4 separate regions of the Gossypium hirsutum genome follow, and all the other regions are linked to region 4. A link is a contact called in public Hi-C data. All regions are on one chromosome and are shown on one strand. Each heading gives the region's core, a stretch centred on a gene start, on an enhancer-like site or on the middle of the called end of the contact. The rest is flanking DNA. Distances are from core to core; before and after follow the strand shown. Region 1 has its middle 13 kb from the start of LOC121221106. Region 2 holds the start of LOC107892391 (60S ribosomal protein L34). Region 3 holds the start of LOC107892377 (structural maintenance of chromosomes protein 4). Region 4 has its middle 72 kb from the start of LOC107892384.

Region 1 (2,700 bases), core at 70-2,569, 130 kb before region 4:
GGTGTTGTAAAATAAGTCGACTTCCTAATTTTGATATAATTACCCTTCAACTACTCCTACTTTTGACTCTCGGCCCAAAATAACAGTCACAGTTCGCTAGGCCCACTAGCGACCCCAGATTGGCAGGTCTACTGGCAATCCTTGCTTCGCCAAGCCTATTGGCGAACACTAACTCGCTAGACAAACTATTGAACATTAGTTTGCCAATCTTACTAGTGTACACCATTGCACCAGTCTTGCTGGTGTATACCATCTCGCCAGACCTACTAGCATATACTAGCTCGCCAAGCCTTCTGGCGAACTCCAACTTGCTAGGCCTACTGGCGATCACAATTCGCCAAATCCATTGGCAGATCCTACTTCTCCAAAGCTACTGGCAACCTTTGTTCACCAGGCTCAAACTTCTAGGTCCTATTTTGGGATGTTGCAATAACTCTTGATCTAATTTAGATGGCTCAATTCTTGATTTGTAATTAAGATAGTAATATATCTAATCACCTTGGATAGCTATAATTGGGATTTATTCTTAATCAATTTGATCTAAATTATTAGCACGATAATATAGAGTAATAATTAGATTAAATTAGTTCTTTAATTGCTTGGAAGAGAATTAAGAGTAGTACTCGGGTTCGTCATAAACTTTATTAAGATAATTTGGGTGGAAAAAGAATAACTGGCTAATACATTGGATGCAATTGTAATCTTAGTATTTTATTAATTGGTTGATTATTTCATTTTTATTTATAAGATTTAGTTTGAAAATTTTGGTTTCTATTTATTTGAATAAGTTTTAGAGTAATAATTGGTAACTAGTGCTATAATTACCAATAACTCTCCGTCGAAACGATATTTTTATACTAGTTATGATTTGTGTACTAAAACGTGCAATATTTTGGCAACATTGCGGCGTTAATTTAGTCATGAGTTTTGGTTTCTTTTCTAACCATTAGATTAATTTTTATTATTACTAGTCTACCAATTTTTGGTTAAGGCACGTACATTCCATCCAATTACTTAACGAACAAGTGACCAAAAATACAATCTCAATAATATCAGTAATCACTTGTTACTATTAATGGTTGGATAGCCATGATATATTTTACCATTAAATATAAGCATAAAAAAGTTCCTCACAAACCACTTATTAATAGGCCTTCTTATCAAGTGGACATCTAAAATTTAGGGGAATTTTAGTTTTATTTGTATCCCATGAGGTCTAAGATCTATCCTTTTAAATTTTGGTTGGGTTTAAGATATGGAATTCGACCCAATCCATTGAAGTTGGAAGGCCAAGGGTCGAAGACAGTCAACGTGACTTAAAATTGGCCACAAAATCCATCTGAAAGGAAATGAAAAGTGGCCATTTCGTCTCTTATTTTGGGTCACCCAAATTGGCTTTTCCATTTTCATCTCGATTCCACATATTACAGTTCAAAAGTCCAAACACTTTGGTGGGATTTAACCTAAAAGAATGTTCCAAATTGCTTTCAAAGGTTCCAATCTTTGAAAATTCAAAGATGTTATTCCGTTTAGGTTTTGTAAACCATCAAGAAAATGAGCTTCGGATTGAGACACCCATTCCGCTTTAAATCATCATTTATGTATACGTTTGAGATTTTGATTTTTTATTAAGTCTAATTTAATCTTATAAATGCAAACATATCATTAAATATATTGAAATACTACATATAGAACAGATGTATTAAACATATTGTGTTTTTCTTGATAATCAAGTGTTATGGATTGGCTGATTGAGTCTTAATTCAATTAGTATCGGCATGGTTGCTAGTGCAAGAGGATGTGGATTTGAGTGCGCTGAAGCGCATTATTCTCTTATTTAAAGGTCGAAGAGAAGGCTATAAGTAATTTTAGGCATTGTATAAAAAAAGTATGATGAATTAATTTCAATTTTATAAAAAAAAAACTCCAATTCAATGCTAATCTAAATACAAATTTTTTTTGAATCATAATCTAAATACAATTCAATTAAACATTAACAGGGCAATTTTTTTTAAAAAAAGAAGAAAAAAATATTAACATGTCATTGTTTAGAAGCATTTCATAAAGCATATATCTGCCACTATCAAACACACAAATTATTAGGTATGCATGACTCGAGAATAGTTGGACCACAAAATAAAGTGCATATAAAATTTATGCTTCAAAATAATTTTAGTGGTCCATTAATTGACTTTAAATTTAAGTGTTTTTAGAGGAAATAAAATAATATCTTATACAACCTTAGTGAAATTTTTAGATATACCCAATTTATATTAGTTTTGAAGTTCAAAGCAGTGGCTTCTTTAGATCTTAACGTCTAATTTCGATTAATTTGAGAAGAGAAAGACCAAGAAATATAAGGAGAGTAAAGAATTTTTTCCCCAAAGTATATATTTACATCATTCATATCATAATCAAATATATTACATTAGTAATGGATACAGATAGGCCTAACTTAATTGATAGAGGATGAACCTCGTAAACCAAGAATGATTCCAAGTTGTTTCGGACTCCAAGGATGGTTAAACCGAATTAGGAGTTGTAACCCAATTTGAAGGAGGAGTCTTGAGCAGCTAGCTTTTGCAGTTTTTAGACCTGAAATTTCAGCAACAAAATTAAGCAATTCAATCAATGAATTAAAACATGAAGCAGGGAGAAAGCTAGAAGTTTATATTTTGGGGTTAAAATTAAATTATAAAA
Region 2 (2,700 bases), core at 182-2,681, 230 kb before region 4:
AAAATAATATCAGTATGAAACTACCAAATGAGAAAAGTACTCAAACTCAGTTCCACATTTCATCAATTCACCATAATAACAAACAAAAATTTCTCTCAGATAAATCTAACAAGCCAAACACAATTCAGCTTCATCAGCATTTAAAATTCCTAGCTCTTTGATGATTGCTTTTCCTTAGTCTTCTGGATTTTCAGAACCTTCTTCACAATCTTTTGCTCTTCGACTAAGAAGGCCCGAATTATCCTTAAAATGATATAAAAACCAGAATAAGAGAAGAATAAGATTTTGCATCTATCACAACAAATTAAAAACAAGCTATTAAGTCATGCACATAGTAGTACCTTTCTCTAACAGCACTCCCAGACAAAACACCACCATAGGCACGATTCACCGTCCTACGGTTCCTAGGCAATCGAGACCGCTTGTATTCAGCAGGTCTCAAGTGAGGAATCTGCAAACAAGCCATATAAGAAAACAATGAGAGCAAAGCTCAAAACTTCACAACTCGAACCCGATCAGCCACACATCCAGTAATAACTGAAACATAACTACTCCAACAAGTAACATGAAAACGAAATACTCCTCATATCGGTCAAAAAGGTTCTACATTTCTACTAGATATGCAGCAAGTATAGTAAAATCAAGTGAGACAGTTTGAATTTTGTAAACTGCTTCAAAGTGAAGCGCAATAAAGGGTTCCACAATAAATGAATTTATCACCAGTTCCTGAAGTAGAAAACAAGTTTTGACCATTATTTTCAATTTTTATAGATCTTAAAACTATGAAACTAAACAAATCTTAAACAGTATCAGAATCTATGTTTAATTCAATACACAAAGTTCAATACGCAAACATGAAAATGAATATAAACAGAGATACCCAAATCATCATTTTCTCAATCAAATAAACAAAAGCGTATCTGCATTTCATACTTAGTCCCAACAATAGAAATCCAAATTTCCAACTAAAAACAAAACAACAGAGCTTAAAATCATAATAATAAAATGAACTTACACCCTGAATTCGCTTTCCAGTAACAGGACACTTAGGCCCACTCGCTCTCTTCTTAGTAGTCTGATAGACTAATTTCCCACCTTTAGAAAAGAAAGAATGGATGAAAACCCATTATTTTCAAACAATTTTTTTAATAAAATAACATAGAGCAGCAAAAGCGGCGGGCGTCATTGTGGGAACTTCAAGACTTACCGGGGGTCTTAACGACACGGTGTTGATTGGATTTGGTAGCATAGCTATGGCGAGTACGGTAAGTGAGCCTTTGAACCATTTTTGATAGTTTTTAAGGCTTTGGGTTTTATTTTCTCAGCTCTGGTTTCAGAAAGAAACGCGAAAGACAGAGCGAAGGCCAAAGGGGTCGAGAGAAGGAGAAGGGAGTCTATAAATACCCATTCTTTTGATGTAAGCCCTAGATCGGACGGTTCTAATTTGGTCTCTTTCTTATCAACGGCTAAAGTTATGCAGCACGTGTGATTTCTATTTAAAGATAAATAATTTTTTTAATATTATTTATATTATTATTTTCTATTTCACGAGTCATTTAGACACCAACTCATTTAAAAAATTAAGAAAATATTATTTCATAATTAAAATATATAATATTACTTGAGAGTATTTTAGTCTTTTCACTTTAAAAAAAACCAATAAAAATATACAAAGGATGAGATTCAAACCCACAAATGCATTAGTAAAACTTTTAATTTACCTGTAAACTAAAGTTTTGTTTTGATATTTTTAACATTTTAATTTTTTATGCATATTCTATTACCTTCATAAGTTGTATATCTACACGTCTATTTAAACTATTGATTGAGTTAGTTCACGAGTCAACTGAGCACCAACTCGGTTAAGAAATTACGGGTATGTCATTTCATAATTAAAATAAGTAATATTATTCGAGAGTATTTTAGTTTTTCACTTTAAAAAATAAATAAAAATATACAAATGATGAGATTTAAACCCACATCAATTACATTAGTAAAACTTTTAATTTACTACTTATCTAATGCTTTATTTAAATATTTTTATACATTTTAATATTATTACGCATACTCTATTACCTCCATCACATATATATTTACATAATTTACTATGCCTTTTATTGAGTTAGTATCATTCATCAACCGAGTTCCAACTCAATTACAAAAATTATAGAAATATCCTTCTGTTATATTATTTAAGCGAACTTTATTCTTATTATTTTAACAAAAACTAATTAAAAAATGCAAATGCTGATATTTAAATCATTATCAATTAAATTGGTAATATATTAAATTTACTATTTAACCAAAGCTTCATTTTAATATATTTTAAACATTTTTATTTTAATATGCACAATTATTATTTTCATCAGTTGTATATTTATATTTCTATGCTTACTATTTATTAAGCCTTTTACCGAGTTGGTATCACCCATCAACTAGGTCCCAACTCAGTTACAAAATTACAGAAATGTCATTCTACAATTAAAATAAGTTATATTATTTGAGTGTATTTTAATCTTTTTATTTTAACAAAAAACTAATAAAAAAGTGTATGATGAGATTTGAACTCATACCAATTAAATCGGTAAAATTTTAAATTTATTACTCAACCAAAATTTCGTTTTGATATATTTTTATACATTTTTATTTAATATGCACTATTTATTATTTTCATCAGTTGTATATTTACACTATTTATTA
Region 3 (2,734 bases), core at 139-2,638, 140 kb after region 4:
AAACTTTAAATTTGTATTATTTGCTAAATTATCACAAAATAGATAAAAAAATTAATGTTTGTTAATTTTACTGATGAAAAATTCACATGACAGTCCATGTAAATCATATGAAAATGATATTTTGGCAATTAATTAATTTTTAAAATTTTTATACTTTTAAAAATAATTTTAATAAAATTTTAAATTTCTTAAAATTTAAAAAATTAAATTATTATTGACATGACATCTACATGGCAATCCACGTGTATACCACATCAAAAAAGTTGACAAATATTAATTTTTCTATCCATTTTAGAGTGATTTGACAAATAACACAGATTTAAGGGTCAAAAGAGACGAAAAATTAAATAGAAGAGTAAAATAATTTTTTATAAAATTAAAGGACCAAATAGATAATTATGCCTTCTTGATTATAACTAAGTCGTAGATGAATACCATTTCAAATGAATGTGATTTCTATGTGATTTCTATCTCAATCATAACATTGTTTTATCATGCAAACTTTCATGAAAAGAAAAGAAAAAAAAAAGGGAGAAAAGAGAAAAAAAGAAAAAAAGAAAGAGGAAAAGAAAACAAAAGACAAAGTTAAAAGAAAAAGAATTAAATTGTTAAAAAAATGTATAGGGATTAGTTGTATAATGTAACTTGAAATGATGATATTAATGTCATACTTTAATTTACCGTTATATCGGTAATGCTAATTAAGGGGCCAAAAGTATTTACCTTTTTTTTTGCCAATATATTGCTTGGGAATCCAATTGACTAAGAAAACTAGCCATGATACAAAAGTTGAATTGTTCACCAATTTAGTTCATTTTGTCATTTTAGTCCTCAACCTTCTAAATTTGGTTAAATTATTTTTTTTTGTTGGATGCAAAAGTTGATTGAATTGTTAAAATTTTAATGGCACTATGTGACGACTCACATGATAGTCCATGTATACTTCGTAAAAAATATTTTTTAAAAATTCAACAAATTATAAAAGGCTCATTTTTTAAAATGTATCCACATCAACAATGAAGTACACGTGGATTGTCACATGTGTTACCACACTAGTGCTATTACAATCTTAGTTTTCAGTGAGCTTTTCTGTACAACAAGAACTCAAGAAGTAATTTGACTAAAATTTGAAGGTTGAGAACCAAAGTGATCCATAAAAAAGATTAGGACTAAAGTGAGAAAATGAGTAAACATTAAGAGCTAAAATTGTCATTACGCCTTAAAAAATAAACAATGTGGGTTTTATTTTTGCAATGTGCAAGTTTCAGAAGCTTATTAATGGTCAAAAGGGCCGAACGAAGGCCCATTTATGTTTTTTCATTTCAAATTCCCGCTAAAATATCCCTTTTGAAATTTCGCTCAAATACTTTTTAAACTTTTTCATCTTCCTTTTAATTGTTTATTCCATCAACTCGTCACGAAGTCTCAAACCGATTCAACAGCAGCGAGTTGACTCAGTAGCCGCTCATTTCCGTATGGGGATGGAAACGAAGGATGAGTTCGCGACTCGCGAACCAGACCGGGCCCAAGTGGGATCTCGAGGACCGAGGTTAGTAATTAACGAGATGGTGATGAGGAACTTCAAATCTTATGCCGGTGAACAGCGCGTCGGTCCCTTTCACAAGGTTATATTTTCTTTTATCGTTTAATTTTGATAGTTTTTGTTTGGTTTCTAGTAAAGTTTGGAAATTGAGAAGGAAAATTGCAAAATTTATGTAATAATTCCGCGGACTCAACTTGGATTAGCTTTTCCTTTCGTTATTAGTTCATTATTTCGTTTTTTTTTCTTTTGAGAAAATGAAGAACTGAGAATGAAATTAAAAATTGCATGACTTCAACTCGAATAGCTTTCTTTTTTTTCTCCTTTTTGTTGTAATTTTAACGGTTTCCTTTTGGTTACTGAGAAAGCACTGGAAATCGAGAAATAAATTGCAGATTGATGAACATTTCAAAAATTTATATTTTCGATTACTTTTTTTTATAGATAGATGTAGAAAGTAAGCTTTTAGTTTGTTTGTTAGTAGTCTAACTCCTGCTTGGTTGCCGATAAAAAAATGTAAAATGAGAAAGAAAATAAAAATGATATGATAATTGCACGAATTGAATTTGAGATAATTTATTTTTTCTGTTATTAGTGTTTCCTTCTTTTGGTTGCGAGAAAGAGGTGGAAAATTGAGTGGGAAGTTGCTAGTCTATATGACAAGTTCAAAAATTTAACTCAAATTATGACTTTTTCAAATAATTAGCTTTCGTATTTCAGGTCTTAGTTTCTTTAAGTTTGTTCACTGTACTATTGAGTAAGCTAAAAAGATATCATTTTGTCCTCAAATTTTACTTTTCATCTTAGGAATTTAATATCTCTTCCACTGACTATAAACTTTAACTCTTTCTCTCTGTTCCCCCTGATTTATTTTCTTGTTCGATGAAATTTAGAGCTTTTCTGCTGTGGTTGGGCCAAATGGAAGTGGTAAAAGCAATGTGATAGATGCCATGCTTTTTGTATTTGGGAAGAGAGCAAAGCAGGTAGTTTTTATTAGCAATATTCTATTATTTGGGTATTTATCTTCTTTTTTGTTCCTTTGTAGCTACAATGGTACTTCTAATCATATACCTGGCAGTACTTTTTGAAGATTTCCCTTTTTCTATATCATTTCGTGCTTGATTTTGCTGATCTACTTGTGCAGATGCGGCTTAATAAAGTTTCTGAGCTTATTCACAATTCAACTAATCATCA
Region 4 (2,700 bases), core at 151-2,650:
GATACATGGCGTACCACATGTACCTCATGCTAATATACATGGATGAATATTTAACCGAAGAACTAGTTTGCTCTTTGACCTAACACACAATGACTAATTTACTTATTTTCTAAATAAATGGGGCAAAATACAATCCAATCCCTAATATAAGAATCCTGGTATTACTTTTACCTTAAATATCCACTTTGCTAACAGCTGTCCTTACATTTTAATGGTGGGGAATCCGGTCTAATGTTGGGTGTTTTGAAATTATGATTATAAGTTGTCCTACAATCTTACAACATAAAATTGAATACAAAGAAATGTATGAAAACACCATTTCATTGAACTTTTTTTGGCTTGCTTAACAATGCTTTCTACTCTTTTTCCATTTCATGTGAATTAATAATGACCTTCTGACACATGCTTTATTCCTTAATGTTAATATGTTTTTACTTGGAATAAATTATAATGCAACACATTTATTTGTAATTAAAGATATAAATATTAGTATTTTATGGCAAAAACTAACCAAATTTTAGTGATATTGATTAAATTAATATTTAAAAATGATATTTTTTTAAATTAAAAATTAAATAATTTTAAGCATTTAAAAATATGAATTGACCGAATTTCATTGTAAAGAATAAATAAATGAAAAATGGTTCATAAAGCAATATAATCATAGAATTTTGACATGAGAATTGTTGATTTTTTTTTTAATTTAAGAAATTTATTAATGAAAGATGAAGAGTACTTCTGTCCATCTAGATCCTTTTCTTATTGAATTTTTCTTCCTAAAAGCTTAATTATAAATCGATAAATAAAATAATTTATTTATAAATATTCACCAAAATTAAATTTCTTGTTGAATATAAGCAAGTCTTTCTATAATAAACGTAATATGACACATTAAGATACAATTAATGTAAATATCTAAATCCTCAAAAGGAATCTTCAAACATGTCTTTAATAAATAGTATACGGGTAAAAATCTTCGCGACATCAAACTATCTGATTAAAAGTCTTGATACAATCTTTATTTGGCTTGATTCTTACATGATATGTCTTCACTAATGGGCTACTAAAATTCCTTAAAAGATAAACATTTAAAAGCTTCAAATGGTTTTGATCAAAATATGTCAATCAAATAATGCAAATTAGAATGAGACGTGAGATGTTACTTTAGTTGCAATATCTAACTTTTGTAATTGGCATTAAAATATATAATAATTCAACTTTCACCTATATTTATTTATTTAATAATTAAGTAATTGCATTTATTATACATTAATATAATTAGTACAGATATTAACTTTTAGGCTATTCAATTAACTCTATTTATCGAAAGCCTAAATTTGTTCTTTGAATTATTAAAAAAATACTTTTGGGTTTTGGCCCAAAGAACTATAATAGACCAGATTTACATAAACCACTTTCTCTAAAGCCCGGACCGGGTTAGTTGGGCTCATCGGGTTGGATGGGATAGATTTAGAAATTAGAATGACTTTAGAAAAAAAACTGATGGATCAAAAAGCCTGCAAGTAAAAGAAAAAAAAATTAAAAAGTTCAACATAACCCATTTCAAAGGTTGCTTTGTCTAATGTGGGTTTACTTTATTGGGCCTAACACAAATTTGATTTGCTTATGTATTTTCTATGCACAATTTTTTTTTTCTAAATTGAATTCAGAAAGTGAGCATTAGGTACTGAGTTTGGATGGGCGGTGAGGTGCGATACAATGCGTTTAATTTATTTTTTGTCTCACGCTATAGTGTCGCTACAATATCTAATCTCACCACCACCATTGTTTTTACACTGGCCATAGGTAAACACATCGCTCATCCAAACTCAACCTTAATTGACATCGAAACTCTTGTGAAATTCGATTACATCACCTTGTAATTGTGGAAGCTTTATAAATTTATGAAGCTTCCGAATGGTTTTTTCTTTAAAATAATCTCATGAAATTGATTATAAATTAATTATGGTTAAAATATGTCATGAGTCACTTCACTTTTCATAAATTTGGAATTTAGTTTATTTAGTTTTCTTTTAGAAATTTAGTCTCTCTACTTTTAAGATTTCACAATTTAAGTTTAATTGCTAACGTTGTTAGATTTTTTTTATTAAATTTATTGCTGTGACATTTTAAAATAAAAAAGTACTCACTTGGTAGCTATTTAGCTAAAAGAAATAATGTCATGAAAAACATAAATTTAACAAATAACAGTATTAACAATTGGATCTAAATTTTGGAATCTGAAAACTAAGGCTAATTTCATAAAAATAAAATTACAATGGTTAAATTCCAAATTTAAAAAAAGCACATAGACTTATAAGATATTTTAACCATTATGGATCCAACATTGTAGTTTGGACTGCGACAAGATACGTAGATTGTTACCATAATGAAGTTTATTGTAATTACCTTACAGTGCGGCTGTGATTTTGTATCGCAGAAGTCGAGCTTCAACTTGATCATGTCGTCAAAAGAACACTTAAGGGTCTAATGACGTAATCACATTGCCATTGTAGCTGCAATTTTACTTCCTTATGGACTACTTGAACTGGTGTTAGCTCTCTTATTAGTAATGAAGTTGATTATAGTTGATCCACCGTGCCAAAAAAAACATTGTTAGCTCTCTTCATTTCTATTCTTGGAACTTAACACATCAATCTTTTTCATAATTCATACTTATTACTCATAATTACTACTTGC

What was found. A called contact is a pair of places that touch in the nucleus more often than the background predicts.
Region 1: a Hi-C map of leaf shows a contact between it and region 4, with 4 times the contacts expected there. The contact joins two enhancer-like sites. A contact is called at or near these places in 7 of 34 Hi-C or Micro-C datasets (anther, hypocotyl, leaf and 1 more).
Region 2: a contact with region 4 is called in a Hi-C map of leaf, with 3 times the contacts expected there. The contact joins the promoter of LOC107892391 here to the enhancer-like site in region 4. A contact is called at or near these places in 4 of 34 Hi-C or Micro-C datasets (leaf and petal).
Region 3: a Hi-C map of leaf shows a contact between it and region 4, with 4 times the contacts expected there. The contact joins the promoter of LOC107892377 here to the enhancer-like site in region 4. A contact is called at or near these places in 5 of 34 Hi-C or Micro-C datasets (all in leaf).

What each region holds. Positions count from the first base shown.
Region 1 is chrD09:4,154,575-4,157,274 of Gossypium_hirsutum_v2.1, reverse strand. No RefSeq gene overlaps it. Among protein-coding and RNA genes, the nearest start is that of LOC121221106, 13 kb to the left of the region's middle. Within about 2 kb of position 1,319, at least 4 of the 9 cell types and tissues checked have an H3K27ac peak or open chromatin away from gene starts, as enhancers often do. A contact at or near this core is called in leaf, where this site is marked.
Region 2 is chrD09:4,248,182-4,250,881 of Gossypium_hirsutum_v2.1, reverse strand. LOC107892391 (60S ribosomal protein L34) reads right to left here and starts at 1,431. Exons shown (of 4, transcript XM_016817469.2): 1 at 1,208-1,431; 2 at 1,016-1,095; 3 at 342-451; 4 at 1-243. The coding sequence starts at 1,286. The coding sequence ends at 150.
Region 3 is chrD09:3,880,859-3,883,592 of Gossypium_hirsutum_v2.1, reverse strand. LOC107892377 (structural maintenance of chromosomes protein 4) reads left to right here and starts at 1,388. Exons shown (of 29, transcript XM_016817448.2): 1 at 1,388-1,625; 2 at 2,434-2,523; 3 at 2,685-2,734. The coding sequence starts at 1,476.
Region 4 is chrD09:4,020,906-4,023,605 of Gossypium_hirsutum_v2.1, reverse strand. No RefSeq gene overlaps it. Among protein-coding and RNA genes, the nearest start is that of LOC107892384, 72 kb to the right of the region's middle. Within about 2 kb of position 1,400, at least 2 of the 9 cell types and tissues checked have an H3K27ac peak or open chromatin away from gene starts, as enhancers often do. A contact at or near this core is called in leaf, where this site is marked.